Linked DNA regions of Rattus norvegicus: regions 1 and 2 are each linked to region 3. Evidence: chromatin contacts called from public Hi-C data. All regions are on one chromosome and are shown on one strand. The core of a region is the stretch at or near the end of the contact, and the rest is flanking DNA. Distances in the headings are between cores, read along the strand shown.

Region 1 (2,715 bases), core at 149-2,648, 410 kb after region 3:
GGGCTTTGAGACCCTCCTCCTGGCTGCCTGGAAGACAGTCTTCTCCTGGCTGCCTTCAGATCAAGATGTAGAACTCTCAGCTCCTTCTCCGGTACTATATCTTCCTGGTCACTGCCATGCTTCCCTCCTTGACGATAATCGACTGAACCTCTGAACCTGTAAGCCGGCCCCAATTAAATGCTATCCTTTATATAAGAGTTGCCTTGGTCACGGTAGGATTTCACAGCAATGAAAACCCTAAGTAAGATACTACCTTCTTTGTAAAGATTCCTGAAGCTTGCTATCAAGGGACAGCAGAATTACTGGTGATCAGTGTGGCCCCTTCCACACCTGCGGGCAGATCCACCTGATGCCAGGTTCATGACGGTCCATGTTTGTCTTGTCCAGTGTCATCCGTAGCACATCTCCCTCAGACTGCAGGGACAGCTCTCCACAGTAGCTAAGGTAACACTCAGGCCTGACATTGGAACAGGTAGCAGACAAGAACCATCCCAGTAGGTAACATTTGTTTCCAATTTTACAAATGAGTCTGAGAAAAAAATTATTTTTTTCAAAATTACTACAATGAATGGCAGGGAGGAATCAATTTCTGACAAAGTTCTTCAGAGCCTACCACACCATTTCCCTAATCCCAGAAAAGAGAGAGTGGAGAACAAGTCGGTAAGTTATCGAAGTATGAGAACAGGGGCTGCCTTCTTCACAAAATAATGAGATTAAAGCAAAAGCATCAAACGGCCCACACTGTCCTCAGAGCTCACCAATCCCCCTCAAACCTTCGCAGATTGGGTAGCGGCTCCTCCAGGGCAACCAGCTTTTTAATAAAAAGGGTCCTGACCCTCCCAGGCAATGTGCTGGTCTCCAGTTCGCCTGCCAGGGACCAATTAAAGGGCCGTCCATCCTATTAGCATCTGCAGTAGCTATACTAACCTTTCTCTTGCCTAGAATGGCTTGACTAAGCCACTGACTCACCCTGAGAAATCTAAGCTCTAAGGGTCTCTTTGCTGGAGTCTTAAAGAAAGGGCAGTATTTCTGATTTTAAAAAAAAATCTCCAGGGGTTTCTCGTCTTTTTAATCTTTTTTCCTATCCCCCACCCTCCCCCCACCAAACAATTCTTCACACCACAGCGTACTGAGGCAGCAGTGTACGAGGATCCTGGCTAAGCTCAGAGTTATCTAGCCCATGACTTGCTTCCCCCAGATCATAAGGACTAAACCAGGGTGTGTCATGCCCTGCTGATCGATCTAACTCCAGCTCCCAAGTCAAGCCTCAAGACGCATCGGGCTGCCTTGGATTGCACTAGAGACCGTCCTCGCCCCTAGGGCCCCTTGTCCAGGGCCCAGGAGAGGAGCCGCGCCCATCCCAGCCTTGGTCCTGTGTCCTCGCTGCTGGGGCTGCAACTCGGCTGCTTACGGGTCGCTGCTGCCACCTGCCGGCTGCCTATCTAGAGGCGCGCTCTCAAGGAGGCCCTGGCCCTGAAAGGAGGGGGCTCTCCTGGTAGGAGCTTCCTGCAAAAGGAGACATATTTCTGATCCATCCAGGTCATTCGTACTGCCCCTGCAAACCTCAAACTGGACGTGCAGTTGTGTGTGCCTGTGCCTAGCTTCTTCTGGGTTCCTTCCAGAGGCATACCCCTCGCCCTTCCTAGCCCAGATCAACCCCTAAAGACCACACACCTGGCATCAGGTACCTCATAACCACCAGGACTCACAAATCTGGGTAAGCTAGCCCTTAGCTGAGACATTCTGGGGGCACGAAGAAAGGCAGACAAAGATCTTTTAAGCCAAAATGCAAATGTCAGAATTCCCCAGAGCAGAAACCAAGAAGCTATTAATTAATACTGTCACATGTTCCCCAGATATCCCCAACAGTAAGGCAGCGTGGTGACCCATAGAGTAGTAGATCTGAATGACCTTTTTCACACACACACACACACACACACACACACACACACACACACACACGGCTCTGCCCTTGTAGTAGGAAAGATTTTTACCAACCTGCCCAGCAGACTCAAAACTCACATGGGTCTCCTACCTAGTTAAGCCAACTCTAAGACATCTGTGTCCTAAAGACTGAGTAGCCACTAGAAAAAAAGAAGAAAATGTGTACACTGGAAGGGATGGCTTCATTTCATTCTTAGTCTCAGCCATGTTGGAATGGGATGTGTGTGGCTTGTGAGTCCTGCCGAGCTTCTCGAACCCTGGAAGTAAGTTAGACACTGGCTGCCTCCTCTGTTCCTACACTTACTTTCCAGGTTTCTAGCACAAGCGCCCTGCTCTCTCTTTCTGTAGATGCAATGAGACCGCATGCTTCATGCTCTTGCTGCTGTGTTTTATCCACGAATTCCTTCTTCAGCCTTAAGTTGCTTTTGTCTGGCGTTTTGTGAGAAATGTAACCAGTATACTGGCTTTCAGTGACCCCTGAAAACCCAGCATCATGAAGATGTTATTAAAAGGCGACATAGAATCTGACAGTGAGAGCACGAGGCCTCCTAAGCTGGAGAATCATTTACATGGAGTCGTCTTAGTCGTTTTCTGTGGGGCCTGTGGATTCACTGCGGGACCCAAGCCCCTCAGCTCCAGGTTTAGGAACAGCATGGCTACTCTTACTTGTGGTCTCACCTCTCTCCACACTGCCCAGCTCCGTGCAAAGACCTTCTCTCTTCCTCTGAACAGGCCAGGCATCTTCCCACCACAGTATGCTCTGTCCTGTCA
Region 2 (2,700 bases), core at 19-2,518, 390 kb before region 3:
TCCACAGAGATGCTGGACACACACAGCCACCTAGGTGATTATGTACCCATAAATTCAAGACAGAGAGGCACATCAAAGCTTTGGATCAGCCTCCACACCCTGACAAAACTCCAGCTAATGTTTTCCCTTGGAAGAATGCCTGCTTCCTCAACTGCAGGCTGGCATTCAAACAGGATCTTGTTTCATATTCTACCCTTCATCCTGTCTCACTGAGAGGAAACATCTAGGGAAAGAGGAATTAGTGGTTTACAACTAGATCCAAGAAATAGTCAGGAGTTTAGATGATTGAAAAATCCAAATAAGAGTTTTCTCTGACAAATTAAAGGGAAAAAGAAAGGCTCAACAAACAAACAAACAAATAAACAAAATAACCAAAGCAGTGCAGCTAAGAGCTGCTTGTTGTCATGGCAACTGAGGATCCTAATCCAGTCCTCAGAGAGAACAGAGATTACAATAGCAAGGGAGAGCCACACCCCTGTATCCTGAATCGACCCAGTGCCAGCCCCAGTCACTGTCTGGAGTGTCCCCTCTCAGAGTCCTTGAAAGGGAAACATGAAGGGGAATATTCTTATTCATTTGTTTTCCCTTTCTGTATTATGCGCGCGCGCGCGTGCGCACACACACACACACACACACACACACACAAACTATTTTGCTGCTTATCATCATCAGGCACCGTTTTCTTAGAGAATTATGCATTTTCCAAAGCATTTCTATGCATTTTACTTTGCTCATTTTGAACAGTGGGCTTGACATGGTGGTGTTATGTCTATTCTGTAGAAGACGGTACCAGAGGGATGCCACAGATGGGCCATCTAAATCTTTCGAAGGCGAAGTATATACATGTAGATCAAATGACTAATGAAATATATGAAGTTGTCATTGACAAAGTTTTGGTTGCTGTGCCAGCAGGGTCATCACATGAACTGCTGACCAGAATCATTTCGGTGGATAGTGAGTTGCTGTCATCCTCGGTGTTCTAGAAATAACAGCACGTAGGCTGGAATTCAGGGGCTAGTCAATAAGAGAGGCAGCTTCCCTATCTAGCTCTGTTCCATATTTGCAGAGGAGCAAGCAACCCCCCCTCCCCCTTTCTAGCTCTCGGGGCTGTTTGGAAACTATGGGAGAGAGCTAGAAACAAAGAGTGGTAATTGCAACATGCATTTCTGAGTCTCCCATTAGCAGAGTCATTCCCCTACTGTGCTGAGAGGTGACCTCATTAGGGAAGAGGAACATCAGTGGAAAACCTGAACCCTGTGGCAGTTGAGCCTGTGCCTGGAGAAGGCGTCCACAGCTGCTGCTGACAATGGGCTTCTGTGCCCCACTCTGCAAAAGGCCTTTGCTCCTCCCGATGAGCAGGCTTTGTTTTGTTTTATCTTCCAGCAAGATGGCTGCTGATTGCAATGAGCTCAGAATAGCAGAAAGTAATTAAAATTTCATTTAAAAAAAACTATTGCATAGCTTAACGTCTATCTACACCAGAAACACTGCTGGGGTAAATAAGATGGCATCGTCTTCATTTAACAAGGCAGGGAAAAGAACTCGGGCAGACTGGCACTCGTGGGGATAGGAAGAGCAGATACAAGAAGCTGGGTGGCGGATGCAGACATACAAAGTTGTAAGCCTTTGCCTGGACGTGCAAGTAGGCGACGCAGAAACAAGCATTTTACCACCCCAGAGCATCTGGCAGCAAGCTAATGGCTCAACCAGGGAACTCTCTAGCTCATATGGTACTGAATAAGGTACTGAATCTCATGCATTCAAATCCCACTGGTGCCCGAGTGAGTCTGTCTTAATTGTCTAGTGACCAAATGTGATGATAAGTTGTCATTTTAATAAGTGTGTGTGTGTGTGTGTGTGTGTGTGTGTGTGTGTGTGTTCATGCATGCAAGGGCACACATGTGTGTGCAGGGTGAGAGTGCACCTCTGTGCATGTGTATGTGCATGTACATGTAGAGGTGGAAGGATAGCCCTAAGTGTTGTTTCCTAGGTCCTATACATTTTGTTTTTCTAGACAGTCTCTTACTGGCTTGGAACTTGCCAAGCACACTTTCTGCACCATTTATTATACAATGGGAACTTTTTTGGTCTGGCTGTGATGATTCATGCCTATAGTCCCAGGTCTTATAGACAGAAGCAGGGGTAATTCTCAGTTACATATGTCTGAGGTTAGCCTGAGCTACATGAGACCTGTATAAAAACAAAAAATAAAGTAAGAATCTTTCTGAATTGATTGGGTAGGGTTTAAGCCAGCCTTTGAGTCACAGTTGACCTGTTTAAGGTAGTGATCTTGGCTTCTCTTTACCCCACAACAATCTTACTAAGCCTTTTCTAGATCTTATCTACATGGGCCCAGCCAACATCACCATTGTCTCCCCTGTGTGACTGACTGACTGTTCCTGCATTGTTAACAACTGGAAGCAAACACCCACTGCAAAATGGATGTCTGTTTCTTACGAAGACGTCTACATTTGGAGGGTGTTCTTTTGAAACACATACATTTGTCTGCAGAAAACGAAGGGTCTATCGAAAGCCTAGCACTCTGAGGAATTTAACTTTTATTACAAGAGCTGTATGTTCAGCCATGAGCTGTGTTCTGCAGGTCCAGACATCACTTTATATCAGTTTTGAAGGCTGTCTAGGTGGCAATAGAAATCCAATGATGAATATCATAAAACAGGTTCATTTAGCAATCAAATG
Region 3 (2,950 bases), core at 80-2,579:
TGGTCTGAAATCTCAAGGATAGCTCTGTCCTTCTGCACCCCAGAAGCCTCCCTGACCACACTGGCTTCTGGTGCCCTTTCCCGAACTGTGGCCCTTTGGACATCTCCCCCATGGGTCGTATTGCTATAAACGACAAACTAAGCAACTTAGCCCTTGATGGAGCTTTCATAAGTAAGTTGTGAGTAGAATTTGACTATGGATTCACAGGGCTGTGCTGTTTTATATCATTTGACCTATATAATTTTAGGTGTTTCAACCTTCTATGCTATCATTCCTTTGTCTATAAATTAGAGGTCATAATGGTACCTACACATGAATGTGCCATTCCCAGCAGTCAGGAGGCAGAGGCAGGCAGATATCTAAGTTTAAGGTTAACATGGCCTACAAAGTGAGTTCCAGGACAGCCTGTGTTACACCAATAAGCCCTCTCACATCACCACCACCCCCCCCATTAAATAAATTAAATATATAAAGAGATCTTTAAAAAATCACACAAAAGTAAACACTATATAAATGTTTTTGTCATTGCCAGATCCCAAATAACAAAAATGAACTCAAGGCAGCTCACATTTTTAAATGGGAGTTTGTGATTCTGAAGTTATAATTGTACAGTAGAGCTCAAGGACAAGGGTATATCAGGATGTGAAGTAGGTGCTGGTGCCAGGGGAAAGATTTATTACTAGTCAGTCCATGAGACTCCTCCTTCCTCTCATGGTCCTTCAGCAGAAGACAACCTCCCCTGTAGCCATCCGGCTATGGGGATAGAGTGAAACTCCTTCAGAATTGACTCTTAGGGAATACCTCTGACGGGCCACTAAGGTCAAGAACTGTTATCAGATCAACTCTGTTCATGAGTGTGTGGCAGGATCATGTTGTAGAAATGGTTGGAGGGTTAAGTATGTCCAGCATGTGAGTGGTAGTCAGTGAGAAGAATGACCCAATCAGCCACCTCAAAATAGTAACTCCCTTGTGTTTTAGAGGCACGCAGAGCCTCACATACCTGGCTGAGGAAAAATGGACCAGAACCGAGACATAGACCTAGATTTCTCAGATAGCAGCTCATCAGGTTTGGTCATTAGAGTTGTAGATGAATTAGAGTCAGAGAAGTTTCCAGAGCTCCCTTGAGCTTGAAGCAGTAAGTCAAGACTCTTCCTGAGTCTTGCACCCTTCTCTCTGCCCTGGCCATATGTCAGGATATTGGTCAATGCGAACAGCATGAAGGAGCTCACATTATATTCAGAATTTTGCAGTTCCCAAACAACTCTTTGTGTAGATAGCCTGCAGAGGCGAGGCTCGCCCACTCAGCAAAGCCTGCCCTCCCGTTTCTCACAATAGATGCTCTATCAGGCCAAGACACTACAGTTTCCTTCTGGTATTGAATGCGTGGGTAATGGGGTTGAGAGGTGGCTGGCATCAAGGAAACAGGAAAAAAGGCACTGGAAGGATGCCTAAGCTTAGTTCATCCTAAGGTTGAACTTAGACACTAGGGAAGCATGGATCACTCAGGACATCCTTCACCTTTGACTTTACACTGCCAGATCTTTTTCAATGGACCAAGCAAAAGCTTGTCGACTTCCTGATCTGACTCCGTTCTCTTTACCATGTAGGGAAGTGGTTCCCTGAGTCAGAATCATGGCAGCTGCAAGAATTCTTTATTACTTGGCTGCACCAAAAAGCCCAGACTCTGTGGAAAAGACCACACCTCGATCAGGGGGTTTTTCAGCTTCCCTGGTATTTCCAAAGTTCAGCCAGTTAAAGCTCCTACATTAGAATATTCCTATGCAAATTACCTCAGCCATCCTTAGCTGGTTGGAGAACCTCTACTGCCTGTGCCCTTGGCTTGAGATTTTCATTGCACAAGTATCCCCACTCCTGAGCAACTCCCTGAACCCACAGGAAGGCAATGTGCTTTAAACCCTTGCTTCTTTATCATCTAATTAGAAGCTCCTTTCCCCCCTCCAACTTTGGCTTATAACTTGCCTTATGATCAGTACAGCTATTTCCCAAGTACCCTCCTTTGATGGAGATGGTTGACCTGTGCCTCGCTTGTGTTGCTCTATAAAACCATTCATCATAATGCTCTTGAGGGGGGAGGGATCATTGCTTCTAGCCATAATTTCTGTGCATCTCTTTCTACAGTGCTTAATAAAGTGCTGACTAAGCATTATAGTGATCTAAAGCCGGAGGGAGCATGGTGGCTGTTGATAATTTAGATGGAGTCAAGTTGGAGCTTCTGAAGGCTGCAAGGTCTCTACTGGACCTCTTATTTCAGGACTCTTTTATATCAGCTGTAGAAAAAGGAATTTCCACATTCTTCTACTTTTTTAGAGCTCTTTTTCGTCTGTGGGAATGACAGGTATCAAAAGAATTAAAGCAATGCCTATGGGAAATTTGGTGGGGACCAGTCAGAGAGAGACAACTTATTGCTAATAGGTGACCCCTCACCAGCACTGAACTTTGTGGCCAGTGCTTTACACGTAACTCTACACACTGGTCACACTGATTAAACAGCCCTAAAGCTCAGAAAGATCATTTGTCCAAGACAAATGACAGCACTCCAAAGAAGCATGTGGCTTGCCGTAGCCGGGTACAAGTCCAAGCAGACTTCAGGCAGAGAGGAGCTTTAGGTAGGTGTTTCTATCCTTGCTGCGTGACAGAATTCCTCATCCTAATGACAGCAGCTGCTTTGCCAATCACCCTGGGGTCAAGCACATCATTATGCTTTAAGAAGAAATACAAGGCCACATTCTTAAGAGGCTTGGAGATATCGACGTCAAAGACATAATCTGCTGCTGTCTGTATGTAATCATGGTTCTAATGGTGGCAGGGTTTTCTAGGGAGGCAAATTGGTTGCCAGAATTAGAAGCCAACTCAACCCAATGCAGCAGAAGCAGGGAGCTGCACTGAAAAGTTGCAGGTTCATCTTCCCAGAGTCAAAGGAAAGAATAGG

What was found. Hi-C and Micro-C count contacts between places; a contact is called where the count stands out from the background.
Region 1: a Hi-C map of Schwann cells shows a contact between it and region 3, with 4 times the contacts expected there. The contact joins two enhancer-like sites. A contact is called at or near these places in 2 of 12 Hi-C or Micro-C datasets (the A7r5 cell line and Schwann cells).
Region 2: a Hi-C map of Schwann cells shows a contact between it and region 3, with 6 times the contacts expected there. The contact joins two enhancer-like sites. A contact is called at or near these places in 2 of 12 Hi-C or Micro-C datasets (Schwann cells and frontal cortex).

The regions. Positions count from the first base shown.
Region 1 is chr8:59,678,238-59,680,952 of GRCr8, forward strand. No RefSeq gene overlaps it. Among named protein-coding and RNA genes, the nearest start is that of Plet1, 59 kb to the right of the region's middle. Within about 2 kb of position 1,399, at least 8 of the 93 cell types and tissues checked have an H3K27ac peak or open chromatin away from gene starts, as enhancers often do. A contact at or near this core is called in Schwann cells, where this site is marked.
Region 2 is chr8:58,879,108-58,881,807 of GRCr8, forward strand. All of the region lies in intron 1 of Ncam1 (neural cell adhesion molecule 1), which reads right to left. Among named protein-coding and RNA genes, the nearest start is that of Ttc12, 140 kb to the left of the region's middle. Within about 2 kb of position 1,269, at least 44 of the 93 cell types and tissues checked have an H3K27ac peak or open chromatin away from gene starts, as enhancers often do. A contact at or near this core is called in Schwann cells, where this site is marked.
Region 3 is chr8:59,267,187-59,270,136 of GRCr8, forward strand. No RefSeq gene overlaps it. Among named protein-coding and RNA genes, the nearest start is that of Ncam1, 210 kb to the left of the region's middle. Within about 2 kb of position 1,330, at least 3 of the 93 cell types and tissues checked have an H3K27ac peak or open chromatin away from gene starts, as enhancers often do. A contact at or near this core is called in Schwann cells, where this site is marked.